2 separate regions of the Sus scrofa genome follow, and region 2 is linked to region 1. Evidence: chromatin contacts called from public Hi-C data. All regions are on one chromosome and are shown on one strand. Each heading gives the region's core, a stretch centred on a gene start, on an enhancer-like site or on the middle of the called end of the contact. The rest is flanking DNA. Distances are from core to core; before and after follow the strand shown. Region 1 holds the start of PRELID2 (PRELI domain-containing protein 2). Region 2 holds the start of TCERG1 (transcription elongation regulator 1).

Region 1 (4,621 bases), core at 648-3,147:
CAGGCTAGGGGTCGAAGTGGAGCTGTAGCTGCTGGCCTACACCACAGCCACAGCAACTTAGGACCCGAGCCACATCTGCGACCTACACCACAGCTCACGGCAATGCCGGATCCTTAACCCACTGAGCGAGGCCAGGGATGGAACCCTCGTTCCTCATAGATGCGAGTAGGGTTCGTTAACCACTGAGCCAGGACAGGAACCAGAAGTCAGGTCTTAGCACTTAAGAAAATGCATCTCCTCCCCCCACTCCCCCATTTGGCTTCCAGGGGGCAGATGGGGAGCATGGCCAGTGGTGGCTGCCCAAGGCAAGTTACAATTCTTGCAAATCCTGTTTAAGAAGGTAAAAGCTGAAAGAAGAGTTCCCGGTACAACACTCTCATCTCACCATGTCTGTAAACAAAGGATATTGTGGCCATAAATTCTTCAACCTCTGCAGCCCCCAACAACCCAGTCCCCAGGGGGGATTTAGTTCAGATAAAAACAGGATACTGGCTCCAGATCATTAAGGCACATATCAAAGGAATTTCAGTGAGCCCATAGCCCGCAATCTTCGCATACACAGAAAAGTGCTAAATCCCTTAACTTGAGATGGCTCGTTGTCTTTAATTAGCAGTATTCTTTGGATATTCCAATAACTGGTTTGTTTGAACTCCAATCTAACCTGGCTCCCCCCTAACCTCAGCTTCTGGGATGCTGTGTCTGGGCTTAAATCCTCAGCAAGTATGCCAAATAAAACATAGCTCTCAACTTTGTGCACTGTTTTAAACCCACACATCTTAGATGCAGACATTGAAGCTGAGAGAGATGACCCTTAAATGGTGTCATCCAGTGAACTAAAGGCAGAACCAGAGGTGAATCCAGGGGTCCCGTCTCGCAAGCCTGGGTGCTTTTCATTCTACCAAGAAATTTCCCATTCTACCATTACCAGCCACAGTCCCAGGAGGCGCCCTTGAGATAAACAGGGCCACTGAATATTGAGGCCCAAGGTGTGCAGTTATATCACACAAAAAATAACCTTTTAAAGAACTAAGTAGCATCAGTTACTGTGATAAGAGCTTTACAGGAATACTTTGCTTGAATCTTCACAACAACCCCTGAGTTGGGACTTTAGTTCTTCCCATTTTACATATTATAAAACTAAACTAAGGCACGGAGTCTACCCCAAGGCCCACAGCTGCTTAACGAGAGCCAAGTGCTGAGGTGGTAACACGACAGAGCTGAGTAAACTGGGATGAAGGCTTCGGCGGCTCCCGCCAGCTTTCAACGATGCTCTAGAGAGTGAAGTGCAATTTCAACCCGGCTCCAGCACTGCGGTTCTCCCCGAGCCTCCCTCCCCCAAAGCCTCTCCCTCCAGGTGGGGCAGGGTGTGAACGTGAGGCCGCGCACGGAGACTTTTCCGGGATCCTCGAGGGGTAGCCTTCGAGAAAAGGCACCCCCGCCCTCGCCCCGCACATCCCAGAGGCGCAACCTGCGGCTGGAGCGAGCGCAGCAGAGCAGAGCAGAGGAGAGGGGGAGCTGAGGGAGCCCGCAGCCTCGGGGGCACAAGGCTGAGCCCCCGGGCAGCTCCAGAGAACCCGAACCCCGGCCGGACCGGAGCAGGACGAGTACCTTTCGGAGGAAGCTGGCGACCACCTGCTCGAAGGGATACTTGAACACCTCGTGCACGTCCACGGTGACCCCCATCCCCGCGCGCCCACCACGCCTCCGCCCGCACACCGCCGCTGGAGATCTGCCCGTGCAGGGCCGCAGGCGTCCACGCCGGAGCAGCCAAAGGGGCGTGGGGTGTTTCTTTCCTCCTTTTTCAAACTTCTGAAACTTTATTGTCCACTCAGGGAAACTGACAGTCCGTCTCGCCCCGCCCCCTTCAGCTGGCGTCCTAGTCTGGGCGGCGGGCGTGGGAGGCGCGGAGGCCGGGTCAGTGCTGGCTGGCGGTGCCAGGGGCCGCCCCGCCCCACCTCCGCCCACGCCACGCCCACGCCCCGGGGCCCAGCCACGCCACGCCCATGGCCACTCCCTCGCCCGGGCCACGCCTGCGGACCCAAGTTTCCGCCGGCGAGCCTCCAGCAACTGCCCCGAGTTCTTGGACCTTGCGTCTGGGGCATCTGTCATCACCTCGCCTGGAGCCTTACTTAAGCAGCTATTGGCAGCACTAAAGAAAATAATACTAAATACATCAACTACCCTCCCTCCAAGTTTAGGGACTGTTCTCTATGACCCTCCTCCGTGTTGGGAGTTTCAAGTGACAAAGGCCCATGACTGCATTACTCACAGGACCGGGCAGCTGCCTCTGAGGTTTAGGTTAGGTCTCAAGGACTTAAAAATTGGCGGTATCTGCACGTGCCTCCGTAAGGCAATGCCTATGCCCATTAAACACGATGGCGTTAAACGATGGAGCAAGGAACAAAGGGCTACGAAAGGGATTTTGAGTGTGCTTCACTCCACTGCACAGATTTTACAAGAGGAAGCGAGTGAATCCGTTAATCCGATACCTTCTTTAACATATTATTTCCTGAGCACCTCCTCTGTGTCAAGCACTCTGCTGGATTGACAGGCTCTGGATCCAGCAGTAAGCAAAGCACAGTCTCTGTTGTCATGGAGGATGGATGAGCCAGATGATTAAACACCCGATACACACAAATAGGAGGAGAAGCAGGATAACAGGTCAAAGTTATAGGTGGCATGATTTTCGCTAGGATGAAGAGGAAGTCTCCGGGGTGGTGGCTTTGACATTTGTAATTTCGTAATCTTACTTACCCTGACACACAGTCATACCTGGCTGGCAAAACCCTAGCCTTGGATACAGCTAGTTCTCCACTTACTGCCTCACCCAAGCCCGTGAAAAAGCCTGGAGGCAAACTGATAGCTTAGGCCTCTCTTTACATTCATAATCACTAACCTCAAGGGGCCTTTTTCATGGTGCTTAGACAAAAACACTGCATTTCTCTAATCCACTTACTGTCCCAAGCTCCTCTCACTTCAAATCTCCAACACCTTCTCCCCAGCCTTATCCTCACTGGTAAATAGGAAACCTCTCTATACCACATCTGTCTGCCCACCTGTCAAATGCCCTGCCTTCTCTCCTGTTCTCATGGACGAACTGTTAGCACTTAATTTGGTCCACCAAGTCCAGATGTGGGCTGCAGCTGGTTAGCAAATACCTCTCCTTCAAAAAAAAAAAAAAAAGGAGTTCTCATCGTGGCTCAGCGAAAACAAATCCAACTAGTATCCATGAGGATGCGGGTTCCATCCCTGGCTTTGCTCAGTCAGTAAGGATCTGACATTGCCGTGAGCTGTGGTGTAGGCCAGCAGCTACAGCTCCAATTCGACCCCTAGCCTGAGAACCTTCATATGCCACGGGTGCAGCCCTAAAAAGACAACTAAGTAATTATAATTAGTTTGAGTAAATTTACATAATTTAATGTTTAATAACAGCCGTGTTCAATAACCACCTGATGGGTTTCAGAACACAATATCCCAAAACATGGCACCTTAGCATATAGGATATTTCAAGCTGAAGAAGTTTGTCAAAACAGCCGAAGCAGGAAAATCTCTCTGGCTTCTCCTCGCCCTTCGCCCCTGAGGCAGGTCAGTCGGAATCTCCTCCCGTGACCAGCGGCGCCCACTCTACACCTGGAGGAAGCAGCATGTTCGTCTCCGGGATGAAGGGTCACCGGGAAGAATCTGAACAAACAGGCCGTGCCGAGATTCCCCGGTTTTACCTAATTTTCCTCTTTTACCCTTCGTCCTATCCCTTTTCTCCACAACTGCCCACTCTTCACCAAACCCAGGATAAAAACACTTAGATTTACCATTTCTTCAGGTCTTCATTTCCGTGTCACTTACAAAACTCGGAGTAAGCAAGTGTGTATCCTTTTCTCCCATTAATCTGTTTTCGTTTGGGTTTGGGTTGGGGTGGGTTTTTTTGTTTTCTGTTTGTTTGGTTCTGGTCGGTTTACTTTTCACATCCAGCCGGGACCCTAAGAGTGTCAAGGAAAACTCTTCCCTCCTCCACAGCTCCACCACTCTCCTAAAAGTTTCTTTCCTCTTTCTGGTTCCAGGACATCTCTTGAGCCATAGCTACTCCCTCTTTCATATATCGTCAGTTTCGCCTCTACTCAATCATTACAACCAGCATACAAGTATTTTGTGATTTCATCCCTCTTCAAAAAAATCCACCCTTAGGAGTTCCCACTGTGGCTCTGTGGAAATGAATCTGACTAATATCCATGAGCACGCAGGTTCGATCCCTGGCCTTGCTCAGTGGGTTAAGGATCTGACGTTGCTGTGAGCTGTGGTGTCGGTTGCAGACACGGCTTGGATCTGGCATTGCTGTGGCTGTGGGGTAGGCTGGCAGCTACAGCTCTGATTCGACCCCTAGCCTGGGAACCTCCATATGCTGAGGGTGCAGGCTGATGCCCAAAAAAAGTTCAGCCTTAACCCCTTATCTTCTTCCAGCCCCAGCCCCGTGTCAATTCCCTGCTCCATTTTGCTCCTATAATCTCTTGAACCTGTTCCAACAAGTTCAGGCCTCTGAACCTACTGTTATCAAGGTCAGTCATGACCAAATTGCTAAACCTATTAGTTAATTCTTGATTCCCACCTTACTAAACCTATGGGCTGC
Region 2 (5,020 bases), core at 1,431-3,930, 600 kb after region 1:
CAGTGATGCAGTGAAATGAATTTCTGTCTAATTATCCATCTCTCTCTCTATCTAATACATGTGATAAACATATGTATATGTATCTGCCTTGGAAAGAGTTTCCTTCATTCATTCAATTCAAACTGACGGTTTGTTTTCACCTTCTCTTAAACACTCATGATTAGCTTTCCATAGGTAGCCTTTTTTTCTGCTTTTTTAGGGCCACATATGGAGGTTCCTGGGCTAGGGGTCAAATCAGTGCTGCAGCTGTGGCCTACACCACAGCCACATCAACAGCAGATCCGGCCATGTGTGTGACCTACACGACAGCTCATGGCAACATCAGATCCTTAACCCACCAAGTGAGGCCAGGTATTGAACGTGCATCCTTGTGATTCCTAGTCAGATTCATTTCCACTGTGCCACGATGGGAATTGCACTAGTCAGATTCTTAAACCCACTGAGTCACAATGGGAACTCCCATGGTATCCATTTTGAGGGATTTTTTTTCCCCCCAACAATTGGGATTAGTCTATCTTGAGCTGTGTATACCAGTGTTATTTTTGGAATAATTTGCTGGGACTTGGAGATGCATGCTGATGTTTAAAAAGGGATCTACGCATCCACTCTCATTCATACTTCAATTTGTTCAAATGTCACATATTAAGTGAAATTTTAACCATAGTTTCTTGCTATAGATGAGCATGATTAGAACTGTTTGACCCTTATCACATTTTATCATACCTAACTGAATTCAGTATAGCATATTCTGTAATTCACACATAATAAAACTCACCCTTTAAAGTGTATAATTCAGTAGGTTTTAGTATATTCACCAAATTGTGCAATCATCACTACTATTTAATTTCAGAACATTTGCGCCATCCAAAAAGAAATCCTATATCCATTAGCAGTCCCTGCCTCCTGGAAATGTACTTTCTGTCTCTATGGATTTGCCTATTCTGGACATTTCATTCAATGGACTCATATAATATTTAGCCTTTGATATTTGGCTTCTTTCACCTAGAATAATGTACTCAAGGTTCATCCTATTGTAGCATATGTCAGTACTTAAATTCCTTTTTTATGGCTGAATAATATTCCTTTGTATAGATGACACCATATTTTTAAATCAATTCATCAGCTGTTTGGACATTTTGGCTATTATGAATAATACTGCTATGAATATTTGTGTACAAGTTTTTGTGTACATGTATGTTTTCTTTTTTTAAAATAAAAAAATTTTTTTTGGCAGCACCCAAAAAATTGGAATGTGGAAGTTCCCAGGCCAGGGATCAAACCTGTGCCACAGCAGCGACCTGAGCCACTGCAAGGACAGCACCAGATCCTTAACCCACTGAGTTCCGCACCCCTGGAACTTCTGCAATGATGTTTTCAACTTTCTTGGATCATGGTGTTTAGTAACGGGGCTTCTCTGCCGAACGGTCTTGGGTTTAAGGGTAGGCTGTGTCAGTTATTAGCTGTGTAATTTGAACAAGTTCTTTAACTTCTCTGGCCTCAGTCTCATCTACAAACTGGCTATTCATAGTACCCTCCTATTAGGAGGCCTTTTTATGAGTCCTAAAACAGACAATACGTGGGTAGTAATTAGAACAGTGCTTGGTATGAATGGTTAGGTCTGAGTAATACATTAGTTTAATATTTTATTAGTTTATTGTTTTGAGCGCCGTAACGGCAGAGTTCCTCTTCATTGTGCCTTTGAAACCCCAGTACCTAAAGTCTTTTTTTTTTTTCCTTTTTTTTGGGCCTCCCTGCTGCATATGGAGTTCTGGGCCAGGGATTATATCCGAGCTGCAATCACTGCTGAAGTGGCAGCTGCAGCATGGCTGGATCCTTAACCCACTGGGCTGATGGACCCTGTGTCCCAGCACTCCCACCATAGCACTGATCCCATTGTGCCACAGTAGGAACTCCCCCAGTACCTAAAGTTTTTTTTTTTTTTTTTAATTAAAAAAAAATTCAGAATTCCTTCTGGGTATTAGGATATGCTAATTTCGGACAAATGTGTTTCGAAATTGAAGGACAGATGTTTTAAACTGTAAATTGCCAAGAAGTTTTCTTCCTCCAACTTAATACAGCAACTTATAGCAACTAATTATTTAAAACAACCTAAGAGGTATTCTCTTTTTAAGTATAGTTGACTTACGATGTTGTGCCAATTTCTGCTGTATACGACGAAAGCATTATTTAATAACAGATATAATCTGGTGGCGCCTTAAGACTCCTGATTCTGAAAAGCTGGGAAGGGCTCAATTCCACAGCAACTCTGTGATTGGTTTACGGGTGATCCAGGTCGATTTCTCATTGGCTCACGGGGTGGAAATCGTCTCGGCCTGAGCCAGTACTGCCGGTTTGAGGCCAACATGGCTCCACAATTGGCTTTCCAGGAAGCGGGCAGACACGTGGCCACCGCAGGCTGAGCAGTGGGTGGGAGGACCTAGTTTTGCTTACCGCGAGAGGGCGCCGGCGGTTCCTCGTTGCTAAAGTCTCGTTTCCCGTAAGGCCTTCGAGCGACCAATCAACTGGCTGTCTCCATACCGCTTTCAAAGTCGGCGGGCCCTTTCACCAATCATAAGGCAGATACCACCCTTAGCGCGAGGATGGATGGGAAGTTTGACCAATCATTTCACAGATCTCTGCTCTCTCCGCCTCCCTCACGCGGGATTGACGATCCGTCAGGCCAATAGGAGACGCTGAGGCGGCGGGTGGGTGAACGCGGCCCTCTGTAATGGCGGAGCGTGGCGGGGACGGGGGGGACGGTGAGCGGTTCAACCCGGGGGAGCTCAGGTAAGGGGCCCCGCTCTCCCTCGCATCTCGGCGCTCCGGCGGCCCCGGGGCTGGGCGTGCCGCGCGGAGAGCCGGGTGGAGGGGGGCCGGGGAGCCGCGGCGGCTGCGAGCCAGGACCGCATGGGGTGAGGGGGAAGGGGAAGGCGGCTTGAATGAGCCGGGCCGGGGCTGGGCCGCGGCCTCCTGCGCGTCCCCGGGGCGCTCCCTGCGCGCTTCGCGGGGCCCCGCGCCCCTCGCGGCCCGCGGCCCGCGGGCCGGGTCCGGCCTTCGCGCTTCGGGGCCCCGCCTCGGGCGCGGGCCGCCGCCGCCGCCTCCGCCGCGGCGACCTCCGCCCTCCTCGGGCTCGGCGCGGCCGCGGGCCCGGGTGTCCTCCCCGAGGCCCCGCGCCGCCGCGCCCCGCTGCGCCCTGTCCCCGCCGGCCGCGGCCCGCGCGGTCCCCGTTTGCCCGCTCCCCACTGCCCCGCCTCGCCGGCTCGGCCTGGACTTCGTGCGGCCTGCCTGCCTTTTCGCCCCGGTTCCTCGTCCCGCGTTCGTGCCTGGTAACAATAGCGGGAGCCGTTTGCCGGGCGCCTCCGTGGGCCCGGGAGCCCCTCCTGGGGGTCCCCGCGACCCTCACGCCCGCCCCCGGGGAGGGGGTGCTGATCCCGTGTCCCAGGCCCCAGAGCTGAGCCGTCTTCGGTTAAGTGAGTGCCCCGCGGCAGGCGAGGACCCGGAGCCGCCTGCAGGTGGGGAAGTAGAACCGCGTCGCTTTGGTGGGATGGTGGCCCCGGGAACTGGCCGGGACCCGGGCCGCCGGGCTCGGAGCCTGCAGTCCTCCTCCTCCTCCTCGCGCTGGGTCTGCTCGCGCCGTCGCCCCAAGCAGGGCAGTGACCTTCCTCGCCCTGCTTTCTCACCGCCTGTGGAATTTGTCGTTAACATTTGGTCCCAGTGTCCCGGGGGTACGATGAGTGGGGTTTAAGGAAAATGAGGTCCTGAGTTTTCTGTCTGGTCCTTCCCTCCCCACCACGGGAAAAGGTCGTGCGAGCCGTTCCCCTCCCGTTCTGAATTGTGCCATTGTCAGCGTTTGGGAATGAAAAAGAGCAGAGTAAGTTGGGAGGACTCTAGCATGGTCCAGAGCTCCAGATGGAATTATGTAAGGAAAATGGGTATTGTTAAGATTTCAGGGAGGAAAATCTTGTCTTTGAGATTCTGAGTTGTCAGAAATTGTTAACTCTGGCAGGAATACAGTCTTACTTCTTGGAAGACTCTTAAATCCTTTAAACCCCGTGTGTACACTTGAGTCATGGGTGATCGCACTGCCTTGTCAGGGTCGCGCAGTGTTAGGGTGGAAGGATTATTTCTGATTCTCATCTCCAGAAGGTTCCTTGAGCTGGTCTTAAGGGATTATTTGGGAACATTAGTTTGCATTTTAGAGAGTATTCCTCGTCAGCTTTACAAGGAGTAGCCTTCTAGACTTTATTAATAGTAGTCCAGACGTTGTGCAGGCTTTAAATGAGATGTTGTGTTGTAGGTGTTCCACACCTTAGCCTCTTGGATTGGAAGTCCTCCCAGAGCACGTTGTACGGACCTTCAGTTTAGCACCCCGTGGTTTAAGAGAAATTAGTTGTTCTCCACGGCAGAAATTGGGGCTCAGTTTTTGTGTTTGTGTCCTGAATGTGTTTTGTGGCGTTTCACCATCACGGAGTCTGATGGATAAGGGGTTCAGTGGGTATATAAATAACTGTATCTAGGAGGTTTAGAGATGGCTCACCGCTCACACCTGCATTTATTAAGTGTGTGCAGTGTGAGAGTCACTGAGCCAGGTGCTGGCAGTAGAGTCTTGAACCTGACAAAAAAAACCTTTGTCCCCAAGGACCTTTCATGCTAATTAAGATTGATGTAAATTGTAAACTAAGCACATCAAATAAGGAAATTGGCCTGCAAGTGTGAGGAGACTTAACCAAGATCCCTGACTTATTGACAGGGTCTGGATTAAAGCCTAGGTCTCCCTGCTTGGTGTCTGCCGTATAATTTGCTCCCGTTTATCAGCGTTTAAAATTGTTTTCTCCCCCTGTTATAGTAAAGTAGTTGCAGTCCTCACCATTGGGAAGATTGCATATCTGGGTATAGGACTCCAGGGAAGTACATGTGTTCTTACAAATGTGTGTGTGTGTGTGTTTTGTGGTCATGCAGGTAGGCTTCTGTTTTCCTCACATTTGGAGGTAGTAGGAATGCAAATAATCCACAGCAGACA

The links. A called contact is a pair of places that touch in the nucleus more often than the background predicts.
Region 2: a contact with region 1 is called in a Hi-C map of heart right ventricle, with 4 times the contacts expected there. The contact joins the promoter of TCERG1 here to the promoter of PRELID2 in region 1. A contact is called at or near these places in 1 of 5 promoter capture datasets (fetal liver) and 2 of 47 Hi-C or Micro-C datasets (embryonic fibroblasts and heart right ventricle).

The regions. Positions count from the first base shown.
Region 1 is chr2:147,189,831-147,194,451 of Sscrofa11.1, forward strand. It overlaps PRELID2 (PRELI domain-containing protein 2), which reads right to left and starts at 1,898. Exons shown (of 9, transcript XR_002341969.1): 1 at 1,609-1,898.
Region 2 is chr2:147,786,545-147,791,564 of Sscrofa11.1, forward strand. It overlaps TCERG1 (transcription elongation regulator 1), which reads left to right and starts at 2,681. Exons shown (of 23, transcript XM_003354339.5): 1 at 2,681-2,787. The coding sequence starts at 2,729.